Regions from separate parts of the Anser cygnoides genome. Here region 2 is linked to region 1. Evidence: chromatin contacts called from public Hi-C data. All regions are on one chromosome and are shown on one strand. Each heading gives the region's core, a stretch centred on a gene start, on an enhancer-like site or on the middle of the called end of the contact. The rest is flanking DNA. Distances are from core to core; before and after follow the strand shown. Region 1 holds the start of TAT (tyrosine aminotransferase). Region 2 overlaps ZFHX3 (zinc finger homeobox 3).

The links. Hi-C and Micro-C count contacts between places; a contact is called where the count stands out from the background.
Region 2: a Hi-C map of liver shows a contact between it and region 1, with 1.8 times the contacts expected there. The contact joins the enhancer-like site here to the promoter of TAT in region 1. A contact is called at or near these places in 2 of 7 Hi-C or Micro-C datasets (both in liver).

Annotation. Positions count from the first base shown.
Region 1 is chr12:185,945-189,949 of Taihu_goose_T2T_genome, reverse strand. TAT (tyrosine aminotransferase) reads left to right here and starts at 2,499. Exons shown (of 12, transcript XM_013197663.3): 1 at 2,499-2,659.
Region 2 is chr12:593,060-597,039 of Taihu_goose_T2T_genome, reverse strand. All of the region lies in intron 5 of ZFHX3 (zinc finger homeobox 3), which reads left to right. Among named protein-coding and RNA genes, the nearest start is that of PMFBP1, 260 kb to the right of the region's middle. Within about 2 kb of position 2,294, at least 2 of the 3 cell types and tissues checked have open chromatin away from gene starts, as enhancers often do. A contact at or near this core is called in liver, where this site is marked.

The DNA of each region.
Region 1 (4,005 bases), core at 1,250-3,749:
AGCAAGGGCTGGTGGGGTACAGAGGGCAACCAACTGCCTTACTGGTAGCAATGCGTCCTGCAGAGTGTGGCCACCTCTTTTGCTGCACTGTGCAAGGGCTGGCTTCACTGTATTTGGAGAATCAGAATCAAAGTCTCACCAAATGGTTTGGGTTGGAAGGAACATTAAAGATCATTTAATTTCCGCCACCCCACCCCTTCCACCCCCCCTGCCATGGGCAGGGACACCTCCCAGTAGGCCAGATTGCTCAAAGCCCCATCCAGCCTGGCCTTAAACACTTCCAGTGATGGGGCATCCATAGATTCTCTGGGCAACCCGTTCCAGTGCCTCATCACTTTCAGAGCAAAGAACTTCTTCATAATGTCTAATCTAAATCTACCCTCTTTTAGTTTAAAGCCGTTCCCCCTTGTCCTGTCACTGCACTGCCAGATAGAGTCCCTCTCCAGTTTTTCTGTAGCCCCCTTTAGGTACTGGAATACCTCTGTGAGGTCTACCTGGAGCCTTCTTTTCTCCAGGCTGAACAACACCAACACCCTCAGCCTGTCTTCATAGGAGAGGTGCTCCAGACCCTTGATCATCTTTGTGGCCCTCCTCTGGACTTGCTTCAACAGGTCCATGTCCTTCTTGTGCTGGGGGCCCCAGAGCTGAACACAGCACTCCAGATGGGGTCTCACAAGAGCAGAACAGAGGGGGAGAGTCACCTCCCTCGACCTGCTGGCTACACTGCTTTTGATGCAGCCCTGGATACAGATGGCTTTCTGGGCTGCAAGAGGTCCTTCTCCTCAGGGCTGCTCTCAATCCATTCTGCACCCAGCCTGTATTTGTGCTTAGGGTTGCCCTGGCCCAGATGCAGGACCTCGCACTTGGAACATGAAGTGCTGAGCTGTGTGCTCATGCTTTGTTCCTGAGAGGCTCCACGTACCACAAGGGGTGGGGTTAGGGGGGCTGCATGATGTTGGATCATCTAGAAAAGGACTGGAGTCACGCAGAGAGAGGAGAAGGGCATAGCAATAGCAGTAGAAACCCACTGATCCCATTGCACTGTGTCCTTCCCCTATCTGGCCAGGTTTTCATCCTTATGTAACTGAGTCTACCTCTGCCTCCAGAGCCACATTTTTTTTCTCTCTTGGCAGCAGACTTCCACCATGCCCTCCCCTGAACCCCACTGCAGTGTGCAGGATGTCAGGTAGAGCTCCGGTTGCATCATCTTCAGGGTTGTTGCTAGGCAGAACAGGCAGCAGCATCCTTGAAGCCTCCTGACACCACTTTTAACTCTGTCAGGGCTGCAGCATGGTAAGAGCTGGGGGAAGCAAGAAAGGTACCCATACATGCTTGGAGAGGGCATGACTGAGCTTCTGAATGTTGCTCATGTCAGGCTTCAGCAAAAAGGAGAGAAGAAACAATCCAGAACCGTGAGGCTCTTGACAGAAGAGAATCCAGCCAGCTTCCACACAAGACATTTCTCTGTCAAATGTTTTTGAAAGGCACTATTCCACGGCCAAAGCCCCCAGCATGGCTACTGTGGGAGGCCTGCCAGCCAGCCTGGGACTGGGGTCTCTGCCCAGACCCACTGGCTGCAACCCACCATCTCCTAGCTTGTCTCCAGCACCGGAGTCCCTGGCCCCCATCACCCCCATTGCAGCACTGTGGCCAACAGCAGGTCATGACTCCCCAGCAGCATCACCCAGCCCCAGGGCTGGGCTAGAGAGCACACACACTGTTAACACCTGGGAAGGTGCAGCCTTATTGCTGGTGGAGCAGTGGGCGTGTGCTGAATGCAGGTGGTCATCTCTCCTCCCACACAGGAGCAGAGTATGAACAGACAAAAATCATAGTGACCGCTGGCCTCTGCAATGGTGTCAGCAGTCCATTTGCCAGGGGATTAGCAGGATGCCTCTTGCCCCTGACCAACTTTTTGATCTCCAGCCATTTGCTGCCAGGGTGGCAGGGAGCAGCCCTTGGAAGACAGGGAGGGTGCAGATGCCTCTTACTTACCCCAAGCACGTAGCAGGCAAAGGACGGGAAAGCACAGATTTTACATCTCTTAGGAAAAAAAAGGCCTTCTGGGAATGGTGTCATAATATATATATATGTATATATAAAATATATTCAGCCTATGGACAAAGATGTTCCCTGTGTGTAAGTGATGCCACAAACTACTTTCTCAGCTGGTGCACTGGGAGCCCAGGGCCTTTGAGGTGAGCAGGACATACTAATTCTGTCTGGAGGCTTCAGGGTCCAACACTTCTCTCTTGGTTCATTACAAGATGCTAGGGCTTGGAATACTGGGGTCTGCTTTGTGGGATTCTTCCCCTTTGAGGACAGAGGGAAGTGATGCAGAAAAGTGGTGGCCCAGGGCCTCCAGGAAGCAAAATTTTGTCCCTCTGTAGGCTACCCCCAGAAAGAGTTAATGTGCAGGCATGTTTCAGGTGTTTGAAATGAATGAAGTTACAGTGGGGAGGAGAGGGCATTTTTGGGTGGAGAGAGCAGCCCTCTCTGTGAGCCAATGGCTAACGGCTTCTGACCCAACGCCCAGTTTGGGGGCTTATTTCATGAGCAAGAATTTGCTGGGATTTCTTCTTGAGAGGATTTGTCTTGGATGAAAAGTAGGGACTGGACCTCTAAGCTTGTTGGTGCCTCCCTGTCTGTGCTGTAGCAGGTAAAGTACTATCTGGTATCTTGCTTCTTTCAGGGGGAGTAGTGGGTTTTTCCCTCCCTGCCTACGCTGAAGGCATCCGTTCTGCCTGCATATGCAGTTCCCATTCACATAAGAACCATGTGTGACTCTGCTGGGTTTTGCACTGTGCACTGGGACTCAGCCCTAATGTTGAAATGAGATATATTGCTCATTTCTCTGCTCAGTTTTTGTGCAGTCCTGCTGTGTAGTCCTTCCTCTACCTTTCTTTTGGTGCAAAGGAGACCCAGAAGGTGTTAATAGCAGGGACCTGAAGTCTTCCTTTGTCACCACCACCCTGTTATGATAATCTCAGTCACTTTAAATAAGTTAAGGAAGCACTGCTGGTAGAGTAACTGTAGCAGCATGGGGCATCTCTAGGTTCAAACCTCACTGAAGCAATGAGATATTTGTTCAGGTGGCAAATCTTGCCAGAACCAGTTAATATTATAATCCCTCCACCTCAGTGTCTGCAGCAAGGACAGGGTAGCCAGATCCCTTGTCTGTTGTGCCCTGAGTATCTGAGAGCATGGCATCTAACAGTGCGTGGGCTAAGTAACTGCCATCAGGAAAGGGCTACAGTTCAGTGAACTGTCTTTCAGTGGAGCAGAGAAATAGAGCAGTACAGAGACAGAGCATGAGCTGCTGATGGCGAGATTAGGAGACATTGTGCTGGTGTCAGTGAGAAAGGGCTTGGTGGCTCTAGAGGTATCTGCATGCATTCTCTCTAACCTTCTCGAGGTAGAAACTCTGGAGTCAGCTCCAGTTCTTAAGTAAGGAATTTGCTGGCTGGGACTGGCCTGTGCTTTGGGTATACATGCTCAGGTGTGTAAGCCACTTTCATGCATGCTTTTTGAGGTCTAGAAGGCAGCTGTTTCTCTGCTGTGGCTTGCTTGTTAGCCAGCCTCAGGCAGGGCTACAGGCCCTTTGCCTAGTATGGTGTCACTACCAAGATTTCCCTCTTGACCCAACCGGTCTTGCTCCGTTTTCTAAGCACAGCCCTTTAATCTGGAGTCGTTGGACTGGACTGTTGCTCCCTGTTGCTCTGCTGACAGAGACAACTGTCTGTAGCTAATACCTTATCACTGCCAAGTGTATCCTGATAACATGGGATCAGAGCTACCTTTCTGATATCTAAAGTTAGGTATTAACAGTCTGTGGACTGGAGGAACATTCTGGATGTCACACACACACACACACACACACACACACACAGAGTGGGCTGATCCTTGTAGTTACCGCTTGAGGTCTGGTCCGGGGGGACACAACACAACAGCTGGCCCTCCTGTCAGTGGAACACTGAATCTGAAGCCACAAAATGACTGTAGTGT
Region 2 (3,980 bases), core at 1,045-3,544, 410 kb before region 1:
TAACAACTGTGCTGCGGTCAGCTTCTGTTAACCCGTGCTCTCCTGGTGGGGTTGGCTGTCCTGCTGCAGGAGGCAAAAGACTTGGGTTTCAACCTAGATGTTCGCAGAAATTTAACAGTGGGCAGGGTCAAAAAGAGCTTTTATTTGGAGATGCTTGATGGTAGGATTTTAATCCGGGAATGTGAAATTGAACACAAAAAATCTGCATACATGGTATTTTAAAATAGAAGGATTGAAATGTGATTCGTGGTTTGGGCTAAAATCAGCGTGGGCATGTAACAGCATTTTGTAGTGCGTTGTTGGAAGGGGTTTCACCAAAGTAGTGCATGCACTGTGGGTGCTGTCCTTGAAGAAGACTGCTATTTCTTCAGTGAGGTTGTAGTGCTTTGCCAGGTCCTGGGCTCAGAATGGGACTGAAATGGGAGTGTGTGCTGGGCATGCCCTCAGCTGCTTCTGGGTCTGCTGGGACTACCCGAGAATTGGGTAATTCATGGGTGTGCTGTCACATCTCGTACTTACCTGACCTCTGACAGCAAATGCTATCTGGTGGCTGTGGAATAGGACGTGTGCTCGTAAAACCCCATTGATCCTGCAGCAGCCAGCAAGGCTGAGCTGGGAGAGCTAAATGCTGCCGTGTGTACCAAAGACTTTGTTTCAACTAAGTGAACCCTTGGGGGTGTTTTGACAGCATTGCCTCAGCTTCTAGCAGAGCAGTCAGCGATTAAGAATATCAGGTTAGTAGCTTACTCCATTTTGGGAGGAAGAAAGATGACTATGTCAGGATCCAGATGGGACTTTAAGACAGGACTTTGTGGGATTTGGGTGTACCTAGATAGTTGAGTCTCATGGCCCAGTATTTCTCCTAATGGAATTTCCCATCATTTACTGCCCTGCTGATTTCTGATCAATGAAAATAAAATTGCATTGCCTCCTGAGAGGCTCCATGTATGGCTACAGCCTCCAGCTGTGTCAGTTCCGGTAAGATAATCTCATCAGGCGTGCAAGAGGGTAATAGGAAATAAAAATAAAACCCACAATTAGCAAGAGGGCAAGCATCAGAGTAACGCTTTCAGTCCTGGAGGTCTCAAAGCACGTGTAGCAAGTTCCTTCCCCACCCTGAAGTGACAGCTGTGAGGATGCCTGGTCCTACGGGGGTGTGCCGTGATGCCTCTGTACGTGGGTTTGGGAGTCTGTACAGACCCATTGGGCATGTGCTTTGGAACTTGTATTTGTCTGAATCCGTGTCAGTTCTCCCTTGTGAGACAGTTAAACTTTCACGAGAGATGTGTTTGTTCTAAAGTGTTACAGGGATGTAGCAGCTGATAGAGTGGCTGCATTCTGTGGACCTAGAGAGCATGAACTTGAGACTTTGAGCCTGTTGAGTGGCGTGTAGTTATTGACGCCCGTTGGTTGCTGCAATCAGAAGGGTTTATTTTGACCAGATAAAGAAAATCCTCACGCTGTACCTGGAGTCTAGAACAGGGCAGTGTTTTGTAAGCAGGTGAGTGTGCAGATGCTCTCTTTGTGGGAACCTGGGACCTCCTGGACCTCTCTGATCTGCTAAAAGTTGGCATAAAATACAGTCTACCTGAGAAGCTTTCCCAAGCGTACTGGCAGATTTCTTCACCTGTTTTAGGACTCTATTTATTTATTTCCGAAGGTTCCGTCGCAGCACTGTGACTGTGACCAGTAAAACGTACTCCGTGCCAAAACGCTGGCAGCGCGTCTGAGCACATGTGCTTGTGACCTTTGCAATGGGGCTTCGCAACAGCAGCGTGTGATTCAGCGCTAACAGATCGGGCAGCGGCGGTGTTTGTCGAGGTAGCGAGCGGGATGGTTCCTGAATGACCTAATGCTGAGGTCCTGTCTCTGAGCGTGCTCTGGTGGTGCAAAGCACAGGCTTTCCCGAGGGGTGGGAAGGAGTGACCGAGCCCGGGACCAGGCAGCGCGTCTGTTTCCTAACAAGGACTGGATCTGAGCCCTGGCAGAGAAGATCGGCATGACTTACGAGTCTAACTCTTACCCTCTGTTTGGCCCTTGACACTAGTCTGGAACACATATGTTGTTTGGGTAAAAGAGCAGAAAGGAAGGAGCGCTGGCAGGGCTTCTTGCTAGGCATGAGAGTCTGCAGGCTGTGTGCTGTGAAGAGTATTGCTAGGAGGGTGCTGTCTGACAGCACAGCCTTGGCTTTCCAGGCTGGGCCATCTGAGGCTGGCTCTGTCTGCTTTTGAAGTCCTGTTGAGGGCCTGGTTGGAGTTTGCCTGTGGTGGTTTATAAGAGTCAGCTCTCTGTACAGCAGTGCAAATGCCTCCAGTTTCTTACTGGGTGGGACTGCCCAGCACATCGAGTAACTGGAAGGAGGGGAGAGGGTCAGCAAAGCCACAGAAGCCAGCTGGAATTTCTCACTTTCAGGAGTCGCTGCTCTGGTTTGCATCCTGTAGTCTTACTATACGTGCTACGCTGTGGCAGTGATCTGGTGATTTAAATACATATGAACTATCAAAGTTGGTGTTTAAAACTCAAGTTTTAATTCAGGGCATCTCTGTGGGTTGGATGAGTGTAGGTGTTACCTAGTGCATGGTCTTGCTGGGTGTAACTGCACTTTGTGGTGAGGGACAGGGGGCCACAGAGGAGCTGTGACAGCTCTTATCGGACAGGTTACTAGGATAAAGATGAAGGAGGGGCAAAAAAAGGCAAGCTTCAGACTGCAGCAAAAGGAACAGTGAGACCACTTTCGCTAAGAATGGGATTTGAGGAACTGTGGAGTCCGTGCAACTGAGTGAAGCAGCCTGTCCCCAATAGCTCTTTGGTTAATTTTGGAGTTAGGTCAACAACACTGCGCTGAATATGTGAACCAGATGCAAGTGTAGCTATTTATTCAGCAACAGAGTCTGGAAATGACATTTGACAAGAAACGTTGGGGTTTTAGAGCAAAGGGGTAAATTGCACAACTGAAGAATCAAGGAATGCGCAGTGTTTTAAAACAAACCAATGTGGGAACACAATCTGAAACTTCTGTCGTGTCTGACATAAGAGAAGGGAGGTTCGTGCAGGACATGGAAAACAAGCTCCGTGTCCTGGGAGCATGAAAATGACACGTCGCTTATAAACTAAGCAAGTGTTTTACTTTGTTTTGTAGAGAAATGCGACTTAAGCTAGTCTACCTCCACTGCAAAATACTTTTGCTCCAAAGAGTGCCTCTGGAGGAATAAACGCCCTTTTCCCCAGCTGCTCACTTAAAACCCTCTGGCACTCCTCTGGATTACTCTGTTCTCAATGGCAGTGGGTTGGTGATTATATAAATATTTTTGTGTGTAGTACAGTAGCTGGCTCAAAGGGATCAGCAAACTTGGAATAATAGTTCATAACAAAATGTTTTCTGAAAAGCTCCCTGAACCTTGCATTTCTCTCATTGGCTCAACTTTAGCTGGTGTGAAGGACAGAGGAAAAAATGTGGATAATGCAGAAGGTTCACCTTCTCAAGGAGACCCTTTCTCTTAGTTTCATGCCAAGTGCTTGAGCCCTACAGCTTTCAGTCCTGTTTTGTTCAGCATTTCCTTTGCTTCCTGCTGCTTGAAAAGCTGTTTATGCTAATGATCCTGTGAAGATCTGAGGAACTTGCTGTGCTTATGCATGTGAGCCTGTGTGTAAGAGAGCGCTCGTATTCTCTGCCGCGTTAACGAGCGTGCGCAGTGCAGCGCCGGTTTGTGTTGTCAGCACGCCAGTTCTGGAGCTCTGTCGGCTGCCAAAGGCGAGCCCGCCGTGTGGTTGTCTTCCTGCAGGGAGAAGACCGTCCTGTCCTTTTGAGGTGCCTGATGAATCTCGCCTTTCCGTAGGCCACCGTGTCCTCCCTCATCCTTCCTGGGGACCTTGTGCCCTTCAGGACCAGCTGGTTAGAATCGCTTAGAAAGGAGAACGTGTGGTGTTCACAGGGACTCCTGCAGAAGCATGCGAACTCTGGGCTTTGGCAGGATAGTGAG